Linked DNA regions of Bos taurus: region 1 is linked to region 2. Evidence: chromatin contacts called from public Hi-C data. All regions are on one chromosome and are shown on one strand. Each heading gives the region's core, a stretch centred on a gene start, on an enhancer-like site or on the middle of the called end of the contact. The rest is flanking DNA. Distances are from core to core; before and after follow the strand shown.

The links. Hi-C and Micro-C count contacts between places; a contact is called where the count stands out from the background.
Region 1: a contact with region 2 is called in a Hi-C map of liver, with 3 times the contacts expected there. The contact joins the promoter of PPP2R1B here to the promoter of SIK2 in region 2. A contact is called at or near these places in 4 of 11 Hi-C or Micro-C datasets (liver, skeletal muscle, skin fibroblasts and 1 more).

What each region holds. Positions count from the first base shown.
Region 1 is chr15:22,088,635-22,091,334 of ARS-UCD2.0, reverse strand. It overlaps PPP2R1B (protein phosphatase 2 scaffold subunit Abeta), which reads left to right and starts at 1,360. Exons shown (of 17, transcript XM_059875085.1): 1 at 1,360-1,491; 2 at 2,340-2,430. The coding sequence starts at 1,378. LOC101906330 (a long non-coding RNA gene) reads right to left here and starts at 1,281. Exons shown (of 2, transcript XR_237466.3): 1 at 1,172-1,281; 2 at 262-649.
Region 2 is chr15:21,926,539-21,929,238 of ARS-UCD2.0, reverse strand. It overlaps SIK2 (salt inducible kinase 2), which reads right to left and starts at 1,285. Exons shown (of 15, transcript NM_001192277.3): 1 at 1,151-1,285. The coding sequence starts at 1,285.

The sequences.
Region 1 (2,700 bases), core at 111-2,610, 160 kb before region 2:
AGTCCTGGGTGTTCATTGGAAGGACTGATGCTGAAGCTGAAACTCCAATACTTTGGCCACGAAGAGTTGACTCATTGGAAAAGACCCTGATGCTGGGAGGGACTGGGGGCAGGAGAAGGGGACGACAGAGGATGAGATGGCTGGATGGCATCACCCACTGGATGGACATGAGTTTGAGTGAACTCCAGGAGTTGGTGATGGACAGGGAGGCCTGGTGTGTGCTGTGATTCATGGGGTCACAAGGAGTCGGACACGACTGAGTGACTGAACTGAACTGAAATTACATTTATTGACAATTTTCCTTTTTTATTCATCAGACATAAAATTACCATTGCAGAGCTTGTGATCACCACAGGTAGTGATCACTCTAAGCAGCTTATAGTCCAAAACAAACAAAAAAGAGGACATTCTAGTTATTCCGTGCTGCCTGCCCGGAATGGGCAGGGTAAATGGAAACTTCCTACTAAACTTTGCAAGAACTCTCATACCGTCGGACCTCCTCCCACCGCTGCCTTTGAGGACTCTTGGAGTTCTAGAGAGGTCAGGTTAGCCTTTCTTGTACAAGCGAAGTAGCCGCTTCACCCAATTTGGAAGGATTAAAGCTTGTCCTAGTTTTGCTTGATTGTTGTACTTCTAGCATGCTAAAGACCTAAAAAATAAGAGAAAGAAAATACAACAGAAGGCAGCATTCCAGTACCAAACTGAAAAGAAACACAAAAACAAGAGAGCAGCATGTTTTTAACAGCTTGCATGGAAAAAGCGGAAAAAATATTGACTGGGGAGTTTGGATAGCACTGTTCATTTTCTCTCACCGCCCGCGGTATTTGTCTTACGGAGCAGGAGCCAGATACAATTCTGGCGCACATGCCGGAGGAAGGGGTGGAGGGGTTCTGTGGAAGCTTGTGGAAGCGTGAGGATATAGCGGGGGAAATTAGGGATGGAGACCCAAATGGCTCCGGGCCAGGATGAGATCGGGGGAGGGAGGCGCTAAGTCTTTTTTCCTCCTGGCCTCAAGCATCCTCTTGGTCCCCTGAGTCCTAAGAGGACACAGCACAGGTCATGCAGGTAGGTTCCCGACGCCTTCAGATCAGCACGAGCAAGATGAATCCCTGCCCCTGTTTCTTTCGCCTGGGAAAAGGACACGGAGGCTCCTTTCGCCTTCTAAGCCCACCTGTCTTTTGGAGTTCAGACCTACAGCTCCGGAAACGGGGACCTGGCAGGGGTCTCCACCCGCTCTGCAGGAACTCAGTTCCCAGACTTCGGCTCCCGCCGAGCTCCGGCCTTAGCCCCGCCTATCAGGGCGCGGGGCGGGGCCAGGGCGTGGGGCGGGGCCAGGGGGCGCAGCGGGCGGCCGAGTCCAGGCGGAGGAGGAAGAACATGGCGGGTGCGGCGGGGCCTGCCACCGGCTCGGGGGCCGCCGGCGGAGATGGAGACGATTCGCTCTACCCCATTGCGGTGTTAATCGACGAGCTCCGCAATGAGGACGTGCAGGTATTGGAGTCGCGCCCGGCAGCGGACGCGGGCTTGGCTGAGCGCGTGGTAGGGAAGGGGGCCAGCCGGCCCCTGTTGTGGGGGAGGCCCGGGGATTGAAAGCCGGGACCCTGAGCTGAAACTTGACGGGGAGGAGGGGAGGGACCCATGAGGGGTTCTGGTGGCTCGACCCGGCGGCCCCGGAGCCTGCCCCGCACGCCTTATTCTGACCCGCTTAGGCGGCGGCCCGGCGTCCCACCTGGTCCTGGGTGCTCGTGGGGGAACCGGCTTGCCGCCCGGGCGCCCTTTCTGGGCCGGGCGGTGAGGACGCCGGGGCCGGCGGCGCCCGTAGCGGGGCGAGCGGGAGGCGGGCGGCGCGGGGCCGCGAGGGGCTGCAGGACGCCGAGGCGCCCTCTGAAATGCAGGGGAATGACTGCCTTCCTCGCGGCCTGCTGGAAACTGGCCCGGCTTGAATGGAGGGGTGGCTAAACTAACCTAAAGGAGGCGGGATGTCATCTCTGATTGAACTTTTCTTTGAAAAGCCTGGGGTGGTACTCAACCATCTCACCTGCTTGACCACTGCTACATTTCTCTCTTTTTAAAATTGTCTCGCTTTTCCGGATATTGTATTTTCTTTCATTTCTTTAATGGGCCCGTCAGAGGATTTCTCCTGAGAAATCTTACTTTAGCTAAAGAAGGCGTGTTCCCTTGTTTTTGAGGTTCCTCATAGAATAAAGTGTAAATTAAAGGTTTTTTTTTTTCCTTCTTATCAGTATGCCATTACCTCACCTATTTGCAGCTACTCTCTTTTGGTCTAAATCACAACTGCTTCTTTACTTCATTCTTCTTTCTACTTTTTTTTTTTAAAGCTCCGTCTCAATAGTATTAAGAAATTATCAACAATTGCTCTAGCACTCGGAGTAGAAAGGACACGAACTGAACTGCTGCCATTCCTTACAGGTATGTGACTCTTTGAGGAAAGGCCTGGGCATTTCTGTTTTCCAGTGGCTTTCAAAACTTGGATTGTTGTTTTGTATTTGTTGCCCATAGTATTAGTACTAAACTGAGCCTGTTGTTTCTACTGTGAAGAAACAGGGCAAAGCATATATTGTAATGTTGTGGCCGGACATATTCAGATATTAATTATTTAGCTAATAGAAAAGTAATTGATGTGCGATTATGAATTTCTAGTTCCTTCTATAAAATAAATCCATGAAGACACTTGATTGA
Region 2 (2,700 bases), core at 36-2,535:
CTGAATAGGATGAAAAGTGGGAAGGGAAAAAAAAAAAAAAAAAGCAAAGGATGAAACTCCAGAACAACTACAATGAGGCAAAGTAGAGTACGCCAAAAACACAAGGTTTTATTCTAAAGAATGGTTTTGTTTCTACCGTTTTTCTAAAGTATTTAATTTGCACGTCTTAAAATAGAGACCCTGAGGAGAGCAGCTTGAGGCGGTGAAAGGAAGGGGGGGCAGGTTAGGTAAGAACAGAGACTTGCGAGAAAATATGTGCGGTGCGCGAGAATGTGCGATGGAGGGCGGGGGGAGATGCTGGCTTCCCGGTCAGGAAGCAGTCGAGGGCTTTTAGAGTAGACAGGTAGAATCTGACGCGGCTTAAGGAACGCGTATTCACCGCCAGAACGCACACCTGGTAAAGAAATCACCTAGCATAAGACCAACCCCACCAACTGTGCGAATGCCCAGATGACCATTTTAACCGGCTCTATTGTCTGGAGTACTGAGGTGGAAATGCCTCAGGCGCGAGATCCAGCGAGCCTGACACCAGGTCAGAGATACTGTCTGGCACCAGGAACGGAGAGAAGATGGGACCGTGGCGCTCCGGGCTCCCGGCCTCCCGGCCTCCGGGGGCCCCCTTCCTCGAGCGGCCGGGGAGGGGGCGCCGCGGTTCCCCCGGAGCCTCGAGGAGCCCCGTCCGGGGCGTCGGGGCGCAGGCGGTCCCCTCGGCCGGGCTGGCGACGCCTCTCATCGCGCAGCCCAGGAGCGCGGAGACTTCCCCTCCCACCCCACCCCCAGCTGAAAGCCGGGAAGACGCGGAACTTGGGCTCCGGAGCGGAGGCCCACAGACTAGGTCACGGCCCCGGGTGCGAGGCTCTGGGCGAAATTCCAGGGGGCCCCCAAGGGTGGCCCAGAGAAGGCAAAGCGCCTGGCGGCCCGGCTCTCCAAATCGGACGACACCCAGGTCCGGGCGACGCGGCCCCGGTCCCCGTGGTGTTCACCGACCCCTGGAGCTCTCTGGGTCCTCACATTCCCAGGCCCTCTCGCCTGAGCCGGTGACCCGGCCTCTCGGAGCTGCCCAGGCCCCCCGCGGCAGCCGGCCCTCTCGGCCAACAGCTCGTCTCCCGAACCCTCGCCTCGGACGCTCCCGCCGAGCCCCGGGCCGCACCTCCGTCCTGGTGATCCGGTGTCGCCCCAGCTTCACCACGGCGAAGTTGCCCTTGCCCAGCGTGCCCTCGATTTCGTAGAACCCCACCCGGACCGGCCCGCGCTGCAAGTGCCTCGGGCCATCCGCCATGACCATGCTGGGCCCCGCTGCCAGGCACGGCGGACTGGAGCGCGGACTGGCCGGCGGGCGGGCGGGCTGGCGGGCTGGCGGGCGGACTGGCTGCGCGGCTCCGCTCGGGCGACTGCGGCTCCGCTCTCTCCTGCGCTCCGTCCCTCCCGCTCCGCAGGGCCCAGCCAGGCGCGCGCCGCCGCTGACGTAAGCCGACGTCAGGGGGCCGGGACAGAGGGGCGGGGGCGGGACCGGGCCTCGATTGGTCACCATGGCGACCGGAGCCCCGCCGACGTCGGCGGCGAGCGGCCGCGAGGGAGGGCAGGTGGGAGGGGCCTGGACGGCGCGTTCCTTCCGGGCTCCGGCGCCCTCAGAGCTCACGGCCGCCTAGCTGAGGAGCGGGGCGGGGTCGCCGCCTGGCCCGCCCCGCTCCTCGGCCACCCAGCCGAAGGGTAAGAGCGAGCCCTGGTGGGCGGCGCGGAGGGCTGCAGCGACTGGGGCCGGACCTGGGTCTCCTTCCCCTGCCCCCGGCATCTCCTTCCCGGGGCCAGGCGTTCCCCGCCCACCCATGGGACCTTCCCGCCAAAACCTCTCGCCTATGACTACTGTTCTTCCTAAATTTGGCACGGGCGAAGAACTCTGGCTGAGCAATGCATTGCTCACAGGCTCCTTTCTTTGTATCTTTTTCTCATCTGTTTCTATATACATCCCTCCAAATTTGATGTCTCTTAGGGTTCATTCTGACACCCGCACCGACCCTTACAGTGTATCAGCGGTGAAGTAGACTTTGGAGATCACCAAATCGAGGGATTTGGAGCCTCAAATGGGCTTTGGGGCTCGAAACCCCTAAAATGTGTGCAAATTTCTTTCTTTTTTTTTTTTTTTTGCTTCTTTGAGCTTGCCTCTGGGAAGATGGGAATATAGCTTTTAAACGTGTTGGTGACCTTGAAAAGCTTAAGAAATACTTACCTAATCCAGTTTCTTTTCAGATGAGGAATCAACCCCTTGGGAATGAAGGAAATTGCCAAGGTCACACTGGTAATGCTAAAGTTAGGATAGCAAATCACCACACTGATCTTTCATATGCTGACCCAGGGAAACAGGTACAGCGTTATTTTAATATTTTGAATAAAAGGAACCAGACTCTGGAGAAATGGCTTTATTCCCAGACAGAGAGGGAAAGTATAAAATGCACTTAAAAGGTCTTGTCCCAGAAAGCAAGATTTTCAAAGAATGCGGACATGTCAAAAGGAAACAGGAGTCAGTTCGAAGTTACCTTCACTTACCCATCTGGGACAATTGGAGCATCATGAATGAATACTCATGGAAATGGACTATAACAATGAATTCTAAAAAACAATCCACAGGTGCTTACTTATTCTTACAATGTTTCAGCTCAATTCAGTCACTCAGTACTATCTGACTCTTTGCGAGCCCATGGA